Linked DNA regions of Rattus norvegicus: region 1 is linked to region 2. A link is a contact called in public Hi-C data. All regions are on one chromosome and are shown on one strand. The core of a region is the stretch at or near the end of the contact, and the rest is flanking DNA. Distances in the headings are between cores, read along the strand shown.

The links. A called contact is a pair of places that touch in the nucleus more often than the background predicts.
Region 1: a contact with region 2 is called in a Hi-C map of the A7r5 cell line, with 1.9 times the contacts expected there. The contact joins the promoter of Snrpa1 here to the promoter of Pcsk6 in region 2. A contact is called at or near these places in 3 of 12 Hi-C or Micro-C datasets (the A7r5 cell line, frontal cortex and kidney) and 1 of 1 datasets of contacts at active chromatin or transcription factors (oligodendrocytes).

The regions. Positions count from the first base shown.
Region 1 is chr1:129,050,625-129,057,965 of GRCr8, forward strand. Snrpa1 (small nuclear ribonucleoprotein polypeptide A') reads left to right here and starts at 1,426. Exons shown (of 9, transcript NM_001271323.1): 1 at 1,426-1,577; 2 at 3,250-3,397; 3 at 4,847-4,925. The coding sequence starts at 1,496.
Region 2 is chr1:128,836,412-128,843,727 of GRCr8, forward strand. Pcsk6 (proprotein convertase subtilisin/kexin type 6) reads left to right here and starts at 3,331. Exons shown (of 21, transcript NM_012999.2): 1 at 3,331-3,604. The coding sequence starts at 3,359.

The DNA of each region.
Region 1 (7,341 bases), core at 176-2,675, 210 kb after region 2:
CGCTACATAAACTCACTCCAATAACCCTAGCACATGGAGGTGGAGACAGGAGAGCGAGCTGTTCAAGTTTACCCTCAGGTCAGTCAGTCATTCCGTGACTCAGCAAGTAAGAGAGCACGTACAGCTCTTGTTGTTGTAACAACAAACTCTTTCAGAGGACCCAAGTTCAGATCCCAGCAACCACTTGTAACTCTAATTTCAGAGTATCTGGCACCTCTGACCATTGTGGGTATCTGTCCTCACGTGGACAAAACCACAGAGTTATACAAATGAGTTTTACAGTGTTTTTAAGAGTGTTTTCAGCTCTTGCAGAGGACCAGATTCAAATTCTAACACACATTTCCAGAGGATCACAATGGCCAGCTCCAGGGAATTTTAGTCCGAAGCCTCCCCTCCACACATACACAGGCAAGCATGGACATTAATTAATAAGCTATGATAAAAAAAATAAGCACACAGTTTTGTGAAATTAAGGCTTTGGGGGCAGAGGCCAAGGCTCTGCAGATATGTTGTGATCACTGGGGCACTCATCAAAGGTCAATTTCTGATGTGTGTATTCTCCTGCACGTCATATGAACTTTTTGTTGTTGTTGTTTGCCTGAGACAGGGTTTCTCTGTGTATCCCTGGTTGTCCTGGAATTGGCTCTGTAGACCAGGATGGCCTCAATCTCTGAAATTCACCTCCTTTTGTCTCCAAACTGCTGGAATTAAAGACATTCTCAACCATGCCTAGACTTCATGATTTTATTTGTATGTTTGTTTGTATGTATGTATGTGTGTGTGTGCGCTTGTGTGTGTGTGTGTGTGTGTGTGTGTGTGTGTGTGTGTGTGTGTGTGTGTGTTTGCTATTGCAGGGGTCTGAGGAGGCTAGAAATGGATGGCGAATCCCCTAAGGCTGGAGTTAAAGGCAGTTGTCAGGTGACCAAATGGGTACTGGAATGCCAACTCAAGTGTGTTATAAAAACAGCAAGTGCTCTTAACCTCTAAGCCATCTGATCAGCCCTTTGGTATGAATACGTAAATATCTATAGGCCACAAGTCCACCCTCACCAGGTCAGATGTGTTCTGTTTTAAGGCAATCTAGTCTACTTACTGGTCCTGCACCTTTTGTGCGGAGGCCCAAATCCAATGTTTAAGAATTTGGCTCCCTGGAGACTTCACAGTCTCCGCCCCTTGTTGGCTGGAGAAGGGAGCGGAGTCCCAACTACCCCTCCCTTGAGGTGCACTGACGTGAGATAGAGTATCTCTCGCGTGTTCTTATCTTTTGGATACAAAAACCTGGAATCTGGGCTCCCCACACTCCCAGGCACGCTCAAGCACAGAACCCAGAAGCAAAGACACTCGGCTACGTCTTCGATTGCTTTAGCCTGGCGGTCGAGCTGCGCGGGGCTCTGATTGATGCTGTCTGGCGGCGAGGCGCGGTGCACCCTGGGACACGGCACTGGCGGGAGGCACAGGCCGGTGTCTGAGGTGAGGGTACGCGGGCGGCGACAGAATGGTGAAGCTGACGGCGGAGCTGATCGAGCAGGCGGCACAGTACACCAATGCTGTGCGGGACCGTGAGCTGGACCTCCGCGGTGAGTTAGACGGAGCGCGGGCTGTGTTCCGGCCCCGACGCGCGGCCGCGAGAAGCCGGCCCCGCCGCGTGCGCGGAGGCCGGAGCCTGGCTCGCGGGCCTCCACCTCCACCTGGGCCTGGGGTATCTCCAATCGATGGTCCCGCAGGGACCTTTGGGACTGTTACCTGCTAGCAAACGCGGCGCCTCGATTCCTTCTCCGGTCCTTACTCATTAGGCTTTGCCTCGCGTGCTGAGCAGCCTTAACTGTTTGAGGACTAGGAAAATAGAAAATGCTACGTACAGAACGGCGGCCGACTGGTTTTTAGCAAATGCGTTAATATGGCACGCGAGGGTAGGTTGAATATGTACCAAAGTTACCATAATTGCCCCAATAAGTCACGTTTGGTCTTGTTCATTAGTTTTTGAGACAGAGTCTCGTGTATTCCGAGCTGACTTCAAACCGTTATATAGTTAAGGATTATCTCGAACTTCGGACCCTCTTGACTCCATTTTGTGGATGTTGGGTTTAAATGTGTGCACATTTATATGGTGCTTCGGATGAGCCCAGGGTTTTATGTCTGTTAGGCAAGCACTTGCGTTGCTGAGCCGAATTCGCAGCCCCTGATAATTCACTTTATAAAGGTGTTTTCCAGCTGTTCGACCAAGGCTTAATGGTACTTCCATGTGTGGGGCGGTGAGACCCACCTGTTCGGTTTTGACAGTAATAGCACTTGGTTTTTAAAATAGAATTGAGAATGCAATCGTTAACTGTTCAGGAGATGGCTTTGAACAGGGTTAAGGTTATAACGCTGTGACCCGAGGCAACCACAGTCACGGGGCACTATGCACCGACATTTGCGACAGGTTTTTTTTTACTGCCTATGGGAAATCCTAGTGCTTTTTTTGTGTTTATTTGTTTGTTTGTTTGTTTGTTTGTTTGTTGAAATTAACTTTCTCAGAGAAAAAGTCCAGTTCAGGAGCATCTGGATCCTTTCACTGTCTTGGCACAGTTTGATCAGTGCTGTATTTCAGAAATCCATGCAATCTTGAGAGTGCTTAATCTGGCACCATACTTCTTATTGCACTCCTTCACAACTGGGTTGTGTACGTCATTTCTTTCTGCAGTACCTAGCTCAATGATGATGGCCGTTAGACAATGAAGGGAATGCTCTGCTCGTTGTAATTTGTGGATATATGTAAACCGTTTTTGGCTCTGAATTGGAGCCGGTGGGGAGGAGGGTGAGTCAGGACACCATGAAGCTACACTGATGAGTTATGTGGAGGATTGAGAATACTGGTCACCAGCGCCTGAACAAGGCTTGGGCACCAACAGTAGCAGTTTAAAGTGTTAATTCTGTCATGGAGACTAATGACGCTAAGGACTTAAAACAGTGGGACCACCTCATAGACGTTCTTAATAAACCATGGGCACCAATACTAGTAAGCATGCCCATCTGTTCTTCTCTTGCCTTTAGCCTCTTCAAGTTTACTTCAGGACTACAAGCTTCGTAGCACTAGGGACTCCGTAACTCGTTCGTTGTTTATCTTATTTTTGTTCAGTGCTTGGCATGGCCCCAGTGCCAGGTTAACTTCCTGAATGAAAGCTTTGAGCCAAATTACTGTCCAATACTCCTACTACTTTCAGGACTTTTCATTTATATTAATATTTGTTGTATTTTTTCCCTCTACAGGATATAAAATTCCTGTTATTGAAAATCTGGGTGCCACCTTAGACCAGTTTGATGCTATTGATTTTTCTGACAATGAGATCAGGAAACTGGATGGCTTTCCGTTGTTGAGAAGACTGAAAACATTATTAGTGAACAACAACAGAATTTGGTGAGTGTCTGCTAGTGAGAATACTTTCTTCCCTTAAGTAAGTGTTATAATGAACCCCAAAGATACCGTTCGGTTTGGTTTGGTTTCCAATGTATATTAGTGTTTTGCCTGCAGGTATCACACACCCTCCTAGTGTTTTTGGAGGTCAGAGGAGGGCATCGGCTTCTCTGGAGCTGGGTTTACAGATAGTCCTGAGTTGCTCCAGGTGTTAGGAATAGTCTGGGTCCTCTGGAAGATCAGCCAGAGGTCTGAGTTGCTGAGCCACCGCACCAGCCTTTCCATGTCTCTTCTTAAAGGGAGAAATGAATAGAGCTCTTTGCCTAAGAGATTGGGTGTTGGTCTGACCTTACTTGCCACTCTTCAGAAATCTTTAATATTTGTAACTGATACTAAACTTTGAATTTGGAACACTGTGCTATATCAACATTTCAGATTCAGAGCCATCATCAACAGCATCATAATAAAACGATTTATAGAGGTCATGTGCAATAGTGTCTGCCTTTAATCCTAACACTCTGGAGTCTAAGGCAAACTAATCTCTGAGTTCAAGGACAGCCTTGTCAACAGCAAATTCCAGCCAGGGCTACATAGCGAGACCCTGTCACAAAAAAAATCTTTTTATGAAATAAAATTACTTTTCACTGAGTCCCTATACGTCATCCATTCTGCTGGTTTTTGGTTTTGTAGTTGGTTTCTATAATTCTGTGAAATTAAGATCATATTTGTTTGAGCCAGGGTTTCTCTATGAGCTTTGGCTGTTATTCACTCTGTAGACCAGGCTGGCCTCAAACTCAGAGATCTGCCTCCCTTCGCCTCCTAAGTGCTAGGATTAAAGGCATGTGCTACCACCACCCTGCTGGCAAACTTTCATTAAGAAAAGAACCCAGGGGCTGGAGATAGGACTCTTAGGTAAGAGTACTGGCTGCTGCTTTTCCCAGACCAGCATGGCAGCTTGAAACTAGTTCCAGAGAGTTCAAGGCCCTTTTCTGGCTTCCACAGGAGCCAAGCACAGAGTTGGTAGATATGCAATCTAAGACATACACCCATACCCATAAATGCACTGAGTAGTGTTTTTAAGGAGAGCTATTTTCATGATTAAACATTCTCCTCTGATAAATGTCTTATACCAGCTCTCTACATGCAAAATTACTGGGTTTTGAGTTTTCTGAACAAGAAACTGTAAATTAGCTAGGTAGTTATTTTCTGCCCCAGAATCTCACCTTCCCTTGGGTTGTACTAGACCGCTTGGCAGCGGAAAGAAGCTGAGGAGGCATGGGGTCCTTGGGTCATCCCATCCCTGTCACTGACCCTGTGCCTCAGGCCAGGCTCCCTCTGATACTCTCCCTGAGATGGGATGTGGGAGAAGAGCATTCTAACATTGAAGTGTTAATACTGAAGTGTTAGCGTGTTTAATTTTATTTTCACTGAGAGCCTCTCTTTTTCTTTTAGCCGTATAGGTGAGGGTCTCGATCAGGCTCTTCCCTGCCTGACAGAACTCATTCTCACCAACAACAGTCTAGTGGAACTGGTAAGTTGAATGGAGAAAACTAGTAAAAGGACAAGGTTAAGGGTTCTTTTCTCCTTCAGGAAATTATCTATTTCCTCTTTGAGTTTTTCCCTGATTATTTTACTATTTAAGCCTTTGTTTGTTTGTTTTTGGTTGTGTTGGTTTGGCTGGTTTTTTGTGCTAGGAATTGGCAAAGCATCTGGATTATAAGTCCCTGATCTCTTTGCCCTCTCTGGTCTGCCTTTTGAGTTTGATTCTGCTGGGTGTCTTGGTAGGAGAGTTCCCATTAGGTGCAATCTAGTTTGTCACTCACTATCATTAGTGCTTCTGATGTTCTGTTGAAACCCTCCTTCCCCTTCAATGGATAAACAGACTCTCATGTTTTGCAGAGTGGCAATGTTCGGTGTGGTACTCTAATCTCAGCTCATAAGTGAGTTGGGCAAAACTATAAAGTACACGCCAGATTTCAGACTTCGTCTAAAAGGGAATTGGAGCAGTGAGTTTGCTACTTCTCTTTGGCTCCGGGCAGGCCGAGCTTCCAGCCACCCAGGATCCCTTTGGTCTGCAGATGGAAGAGGCATGTGTGCTAATTCCTCAGCCAGCGCAAAGCCTGGGCACCGGAATCATCCGCCCAACTGTCCTAGATGTCCTTCCAGTGATCCTGACTCCGCGCCCTCTAAATCTATGATTTATCTCTGCTGCTCTGTTCCTTCTGGGTGGCCCCCTAGTCTTAGCTGCCCACGACACTTCTGGGTAGCCCTTCCAGGGCTGCATTCCTTCTCACCTACATTTTGGATGATTTTCCTTCTGCAGCTCTAAATCTGATCCATCTCCCTTCAAAACCTGGTGATTCTCCTCTCTTCCCCTCTCTCCTGTGTCCTAGCCTGTGCAAATCTAAGGGTCCTGCCCCTTCTCCCTTTGCCCAGCCAGTGGCTCCTGGCATCTTTATTGATCGATCAAAAACCAATTGTGGGGGTTGGGGATTTAGCTCAGTGGTAGAGCGCTTGCCTAGCAAGCGCAAGGCCATGGGTTCGGTCCCCAGCTCCGAAAAAAAGAAAAAAGAAAAAAAAAAAAAACCAATTGTGGGCAAGAACCTTCAGTGTTTAGACACGTAGATTTCCAATTAAATCAAAGCATTAGAACCAATCCCCAACAAATGAAGGTGTTAACTTTCTTAGTGGCCTTTATATCATAATGCATTGATATTTTGGATTAGGAGTTCAATTTCATTTTATCTGTCTTTCTATATTAACATAGCTACTTCTAAAATTGCCTGAGTATCATGACATAATTTAAAGTGCTTACCACCTAACCATAGGACCCATGTTTTATAAACAAACAAGCAAGCAAGTTGGGCATAGTGCAATTCAAGCACTGGGGAAGCAGAGCTAGATCCTTGGGGCTTTCTGGTCAGCCAGTCTAACTAACTCATTCATATATATATATATATATATATATATATATATATATATATATATACACACACATAAATGTGCATATATACATATACATGTATATATATTTATATGAGTTAAATTATAAAAACTGTAGATAGGATTCTTTTTTAATTTTTAGAATTTTTTTTAAAAATAACTTACTTAATTTCATCTTACGTGCATTGGTGTTTTGTCTGCAGGGTCTGTGTGAGGATGTCAGATCCCAGACAATTGTAAGCTGGCATGTGGGTGCTGGGAATTGAACCCTAGTCCTCAGAAAGAACAGCAGTGCTCTTAACCGCTGAGCCATCTTTCTAGCCCCAAGTTTTAGATTTATTTTATGTGTATGAGTGTATGGCCTGCATATATGTATGTGTACTATGTATGCCTGCACCAATGCAGCTCAAAGAGCATCAGGAGCTATAAATGCCTGTAAGTCACCACATGGGTATTGGGAGACAAACCTCGGCAGCTCTTTAAAAGAACAAGAAGTATTCTTAACTACTAAGCCATCACTAAGCACCAGTGGTAAGGTTTTTAAATCTACTGTTAAGTTTGTTTTTAACTGCATTGCCTATATTAAGTGGCGTTACTGGCCTATCACAGTTTGTCTTTTAAGGAAACTTTCTCTCTGTCATCCATTCTGTTGTTTTAATTGTATGTATAATATGTGCACTGTCTCTTTCTGTCACTCCATAGTAGTCCAAGAGCTGTACTACTAATCTATGGGGATAAATACATAGAGTTGTGTGATGCTGTGTCCCCTTACCAAATAGTAACAGTTCACCCCTAGGCCTAATGAGTTCCCCAATCATGGGTTCTTAGCCAGATTTATTGTATGAGGCATGCATTTTCTTCCTGTGGAACTGGATCTTAAATCAGAAAATGGTTGTTTATACAGTAATGTTTGTGCCGCCACTGTACTCATGGGTATGTCTTGCCACATGGTGGTTACTGAGCTAACGGCACTCACAACTGGGTGAGACTGCTGATGACGTCCC
Region 2 (7,316 bases), core at 2,081-4,580:
CATGTGACCCAGAACTATCATCCTGTCCATTAGGACCTAGCACACTCGCAAAGGTACAATTCTGCAATCAAGTTTCTACCACTTAAATGGAGATAATTCTTAGTCCCAAGAGGCTGTGAGGTACACACCCGCATGCATGCATAACATGATTCGATATCTGTGATCAGTAAATCACCACCGAGCTCCAGTTGTTATAATTTCTTTTACAGAAGTGAAAAAGTTCATTCAAGAAATATATATTTAAGGGGCTGGGGATTTAGCTCATGGTAGAGCGCTTACCTAGGAAGCACAAGGCCCTGGGTTCGGTCCCCAGCTCCGGGAAAAAAAAAAAAAAATATATATATATATATATATATATTTAGAGTACATAACATTGACGATAAACTATTACCATGGTAGGAGATGTGACAGTGGAGGGGCACGTGTCCTGTTTTCGAGGACCACATGGGACAAACGCAGGAATAACTGCAATAGAAGCCTTGACTTAAGGGCTCACTGAGGCACGGCTAGGCAGCCACGCTCTTGTTGCACCAGGGCCAGAGGTAAGCATAAGAATATAATTCCATTAACACATCCTAGTGGCTCCTCTTTTCTTCTGTTTGGGAAGCATCTCTGTATGATGTTTTCTTTTTAAAAAGATTTATTTATTTATTCTCTATAAGTACACTGTAGCTGTTCAGACACGCCAGAAGAGAGCATCAGATCTTGGTCGTGAGCCACCACGTGGTTGCTGGGATTTGAACTCAGGACCTCTGGAATGGTTGCTGGGATTTGAACTCAGGACCTCTGGAAGAGAAGCCAGTGCTCTTAACCACAGAGCCATCTCTCCAGTCCCCGACATTTTCTAACTTCTGAGACATAGCTATCTTCAACCACCTTTCCAGTCCCTGTCCTGTCCCTGCCCAGCCTGGCCAACCTCAATCCAGGGAAGAAGCACCCCCCTCCAATCCCCCCAGTCACTCCCAGCCTGGGAGCTGTGTGCACCTCAGGGCCATCTGGACATCTGGAGATCAGGAATGAGTGAGTAATGGAATCCCCTCCCTGCAGGAAGAAGAGGCAAGTTTTATTACAGATCCTATCTCAACTCAAAGGGCTGGGACTTTTGTGATTGAGTTAATCCCGTCACCTCGTAAATCAATTGGAAACTCACAGCCGGCGATTTGATTTAGGGTGTTCATTTTGGCAAGCTGGTCTTCCTACAGCCATGCCGTGGCCCAGGTACTTCTATGACAAGCAGGGGGTTTAGTCTCAGTGGATCACCTTGTTAGCAAAATACATTCCGACTTCTCCAGGTACAAAATTCAGATGCATTTTAGTCTCCTTCAGTTCAGTATGCTGAATCCCTTTGTCTACCAAATTATTATAGAAAACCTGCATCTCTGCCTGTCAAGGTAACTGCTGTAACAGGGGTACCCTCTTGGGAGTTATAAGGCACTCCACATCATCTAGAATATGTGTGTTGTGCAGGGCCAGGCTCTTGAAGCACAGTACAGGATCTGGGATGAGTCAAAGACAGGTTGGCCCACGAAGGCCAGAGAAGGGACTCAGGTTGTCCAGATGGATTGCTGGAAAGGAACAGAACAGACTGAATCCTCTGTCTCCACTCTCCTCTGTCCATTGGCTTCTCTGCCTGACTGAACAGAGGCAGGCTCAAGGGTCTAGATGCTGTCTTTGTCCAACATATATGCAGTGCTGTTCTCTAGGGCTGGCCACTTTGTGTGATGGCCTCAGATCTTTCTGTCAGGCAGGAGATCAGGGAGCACCCAGGCCTTGTCCCAGGGCCTTATATTCTGCAACAAAGGGTGGTTCTAGAGTTACTGCCTAGAGAGCTGACTCCCCTTGGCCAGGTGTAACAACAGGGGCAGTCGTGATCTGGGGAAGAAGAGGAAAGGTCTCAGGTACCAAAAGACACTTGTGATAGGAGCCCTGTTAACATGAGTTTGGCTCCTCCTGGCTGTGCCCCCCCCCCCCCCCAATCCTCCTAGTCCTCCATCTTCATTAGGATGACTCCTACTTGTAGAAAGGATGGATCATGTGAGGTACAAAACCCAAGGACTCCTCAGAGAGATGTTGGAAAGGACTTCAGGTGGGTCTCTGCAGATCCTGCCCTCTCTCTCCTGTATTCCCTGGCCTGTCTGTTTGATCTGCCTGGCTATAGACTCAGGCAAAGGAATTCCCCACAGCACCAGTCTGGGAACCAGGTGCTCTTGGAACTTGAGCTTTGGTGAAGTGACTTCCTTCCTGACTCAAGGCCCTCTCTGTCCTATTTTGCCCTATTTTGTTTCCCGGTTCCCCTCCTGTATTAATCAGGCTGAAGGTTTGCTTTCTGTGCGGAGCCAGTTGGGACCAATGGGTCCTCTGAGGCTTGCATCTATCCCAGCCTCTCGTCACAGCGTGGACGTGTCCCCAGTTTCTCCAGGCTGTTATGGGAGGGAGGGTAAGGATGAGTCAGCTCACATTTGCACTGACTGGTCCTAGCTCAGTGGGTACTTTTAAGGGTGAACACAATCTACTGAATACCAAGCACGTGGCAGGTCCAGGGCTCATCAAAACAAACATTACTGTCAGCTGATTGCAAGGGAAGAGCTTACATCCTAAAAACAGCCCGATGGATAGATGGATGCTATTGTTATCCCCATCTTACAGGCCCAGCAAGAACAGAAAGGTGCCCCAGATCACACAGATGCTAAGTGGTCAGTTAAGGAGTTCACCTGCACAGCCGTCCTAGCTAAGCATCAGCCCTGTATGGACGCTGTGTTCCCAATACTCTCGTGGACTCCAGCTAAGTTCGCCACATGCCCTTTGCCCATTCAATGTGGTCTTGAGGTCAGGCCAGGTCCTGGTACACCACGGTGTTTTCTTGGCATCGTTTCCCCCAGAAGATCCTGCACATTTGCACGCTCACCACTATAGCTAAGTTGAGCAAGTCTGTCTAGCCTTGGGGACCCCAGCAGGTGAGTTCAGCCTCCAGGGGCGCAACCGGTAGAAAGGTGCCGTTCTAAGTCAACTCCTCCGGGATATGGGGAACTCACGTGGGATGCCCAGAGCCTTCCCGGCTTCTAGCAGAACGCGCGGAGCGGAGGCTGCTACTCTAGGCAGTGCCGCGTCCCGAGAGACCCGAAGTCTCGAGCCTCCCCTGCGCCGGCCCCCGGCTGCTGGCGGGCCGGGAGACTGCCGCACGAGCGCGGGCCCAGGGGCGCCACCGGGCCGCGCGGGCGGGAACGCGCCGCGGCGGCCTCCTCCTCCCCGGCTCCCGCCCGCGGCGGCGGCGCTTCCCCGGCGCGGAGCGGCTTTAAAAGGCGGCTCCCCACCCCCCGGCGCACTCGCCGCTCGGGCGCCGCGCGAGCCTGCCGCTGCCATGCCTCCGCGCGCGCCGCCAGCGCCCGGGCCCCGGCCGCCGCCCCGGGCCGCCGGCCGGCACGGGCTCTCGCCGCTGGCGCCGCGCCCCTGGCGTTGGCTGCTTCTGCTCGCTCTGCCCGCCGTCTGCTCCGCGCTGCCGCCGCCGCGCCCCGTCTACACCAACCACTGGGCAGTGCAAGTGCTGGGCGGCCCCGGCGCGGCGGACCGCGTGGCTGCGGCTCACGGCTACCTCAACTTGGGCCAGGTGAGTACGGCCGGCCCCGCGCGCCCCAAACTTTCCCGGCCGCCGGCGGCCACGCGCGAGGGGGCGCCTTGCCAAGCCCGCGGCCAGCGGCGCCGCGTGGGAAGGCGGCCCGCACCACTGGGGACGGCGGGGGTCCCTGCGGGGACACGCTCGAGTGCTGTGGGACACTGGGCGGGGAGGACGTGTTGGCCTGTGTGGACGGTCACGCGGGATGGCCTGAGGCCGTGGGTCCCCAGGAGGCGTCGCCGAGCTTTCACACTCGGAAGTGTGGCCTCGGATGCCCGGGTCCGGCGCCTACACCTGCCCAGCCGCGTTCAAGTGGACGCCTAAGGGGTCGCTGCACTGTGCCCACCCGCGCCATCCTCAGAGTCCACCTAATTCCCCGTAGCCTCCGAGTCATAGCTGCTTCCCTCGGGCCACTCAGCCCCCGACGGTCGCCAGGGGCTCTGGGCTCTGGTGTGCGCGTCAAGGCAGTCAGATGCCGGATGGGCGACTTGTGACCCGGCAATTCAGGGACTGGCGGTGCCTGTGCCCAGAGGTTAGGTTTGGGTCAGGGAGCAAGCAGGACCCAGAAGCTGCGTGTTGGTTGTAGTCCGGACTCTGCACTTAAAACCTCTAGGTAAAAACACCAATTGCTTTGCTTTGGGCTCTGGACGCAGCTGGAAAGGCAGCTGTCTGCCCACTAGCTGTATGACCTTGGACATGTCACTTCTTGACTAGCTCATCCCTAGGGGTAGTGACTTTGTACTGCCTGAGGTTGAGATCACCCCGGTAGTGTTCAGAAGCAAGGCGCTAGTCGTGGAATGCCCTTTCTCTCACCCCTCGTGGTGTAAGCTGGCTGTCATTTATAAGAGGAGCCAAGATAGAGCAGTAAGTCCGCGCAGCTCACAAGGACTGCCAACACAGGTTTTCCCCTCCCTATTTCAGCCCTGCCGAGGGGCAATTGGTCGGGTTGATTCGAGTTTATGGCTGGTGGAGGGGCTTCACAGACTCAAATGTGCAGTCCCACCAGGAAAGCCCTCCACACCTTAACAGATCTACAAACTACACGCTCTGGAGAATCAAGTGCAATGAAGGAGAGTGTGGCCTTATAACTTAAACTGCTGTAGCAGGCGGTGTTGAACTTAGTTTCATCATTATCCGCGACGGAAGCCAGCCACATCACTTGTGCTTGGCCATGATCAGAATGACATTTCTTCTGAGCTTAATGTGAGGTAGAAGGCCTTCTGGAAGGGGGACTTCTGCTCTGTGAAATGAAGTTCCAGGTCAGAGTTTATCCAAAAGGAAAGAATCCACTCCTGTGTCTTCAAACATCCAAAGAGCTAAGATCTTGCCTTTTGGTGGCCCTGGCTTCGTTGCTCCTCGTAGCCCTCAAATCTCCAGGGCTGACTGTGTGTGCTGAAGAGAGCTCTCCTGTTTGATTAGGAATCCCGGCTCCTACCACTCTTCCTTGCTCTGTCCAGGCGGTCCAGCAATTTGTCTCAACTAATTCTTAAACTGAATGCTAAATTACAAAGGGCCTGGGATCCGGGGCCCTGTAATTAGATGAGGAGAGAGGAGGTGAAGAAGGACTCTGTGCTCCACAGTGCAAGGTGGAGAGGCATAGTTAGCTGTCCCTTTGACATTTTTGCCTGCAGGGATAACCTTGCCCACCTCCTGAACACGCTAGCCTTTGAATCTGCTGCATCTCACTGAGCAAGGTCTGTGCTCCCGATTTTGCCTGTGGGGTGAGAAGGGTTTTTTTTTTTTTAGGAATGTTGTGATGTTCTTGGGTGGCCCCAGAGGTCTCTCTGAACAGTACAAGCGGACTTAGCTTGTCACTTAGCTTGTAGGCCATGTTCTGGCGGGCATAGCCGGGGACGTTTCGGAGCTGAGAGATGACTGGTTTGGGGGTTGGAGCTGTCTCCAAGGAAAGCCTTATTACTCTTTAATCCCAAACCAGCTTCTCTTTCCCCGCCTCGAAGTGCTCGCTAATGTGGAAAAGGCCCGGAGCTTTCCAACCTGTACCTACTCAGGAGGAACTCTTTAAAAATCTTACCGCCATTTCCAAGCAGGAGAATTTGTGACTCTAAATAAGATGTACATGTTTTTAACTTTTTTTTTTTTTTTTTTTTTTTTTTTTTTGCTTTGTGGATGAGTAAATGGGGTGGGGTGGGGGTCAAGGGAGGGAGTTGTTTGTGTTCACAGGGCAACCATGTGTCACCCCTGCCATTATGATAACTGCTCTGTCTCTTGCTGCCTTCTCTGAGGCCGCCTCTGTGTGACTCTTCTAAACTCTTAATGGGCAATTAGAGCTCCGCTCTGTACCTGCCTGAGTCACACAGCCTTGGTTCTCTTGTCCGTCCTTCTGGCTGTGCTCTGACGTTCTAGCTTGGCTGTTTTATTTTTATACAGCTGATAACCCGATTTGATTCATTTATCACGATCCACACGCAGGTTAACTCAGGGCAGCAATTATTGACCTTTTCCAGGTTATGGATCTCTTTCAGTCTGACACAGGTCCTGTCCTTTTCCGTTAACAAATACACATCTAATAGAGACAGGCTAGCTGCCATTTCCCGCTCCTAGGCGTCATTCCAGATAATGCAACAAGTTTGGTTTTTTTTGTTTTTTTTTTTTTTTTTAAGCAAGAAGTAAAAATCATGGGCCAGTGAGATGGCTCAGGCAGTAAAGGGGTTGCTGCCGAGTCCCGTGACCTGAACTCAATTCATGGGACCCATTTGGTGCAAGGAGAGGACCAACTCCCAAAGTTGTCCTCTGATTCCCATGTGTATGCTGTGGCATACACTTTTGTGTGCACATCTGAACAAACATGAAGTAAGTAAATGAAATAATAGTTTTTAAAAAGTAAAGATTAGGAAGGGTCAACTGCTGTCATTGGAACTTGGTATAACTATATGGTTAAGGAAGAAAACCTAGAGATTAGTCCTGAGAACTCAAAAGAGAGTTGAGCGGGCACCACCTGTGTGTACCTCAGCAGACAGAAGACAAGAGTGACTGTGGTTCATTTCAGCATCAAGCTGTACGGTACATAGGGATGAATTATTTACGGAGGAGAATGGATGGAAAAATGGTAAAGTGTTTTCATTTGGGGGATCCGAGGAACAAATGGTGCTAGGCTGGTGTTCAACCCCTGGACCACAGTCCCTGAAAAACTATTCTCCCCCCCCCCCCATGAATCCATTAATCCACTGTAATCTTGTAAGTCCCCATGGGATTGAACTATGTGTGGACTCCACAAAAGAGCTATAGAGTTCATATGATTTAGCGAGGTCCAAGAATCCCTCAGACAAGTCTGGGAAAGGAGAGCAAAGAGGGGTGTTGGGATCCCAGCAGGCTGGCAGTGGCCCAGGGATGGTTCCACCCATCCGTGGAATGGACTCAAAGCCTAGGGTACGTGGGAGCCAGTGCGTGCCAACTGAAAGAGCTACAGATGGATGAGGAAAGATGGACCATTTAGTTAATAAGTGGTTCTGGAAGACCTGACTGTCCACATGGAGAAACAATCAGACTCTTAGTCCACACTGTACATACGTTAAATTCTAGACAGGATTCAAGATCCGAGTGCATGTAAGACCCTTAGAAAAGCGTAATGGCCTGCCCTTAAGGCGCCAGGAAAGGAGGGGATGTCTTAAACCAAACAGATTGGAGTTTGGGATTTAAAAGTGGGACAGCGGTAACTATTTTAACGTTCTTGGTCTAGACAGCTAAA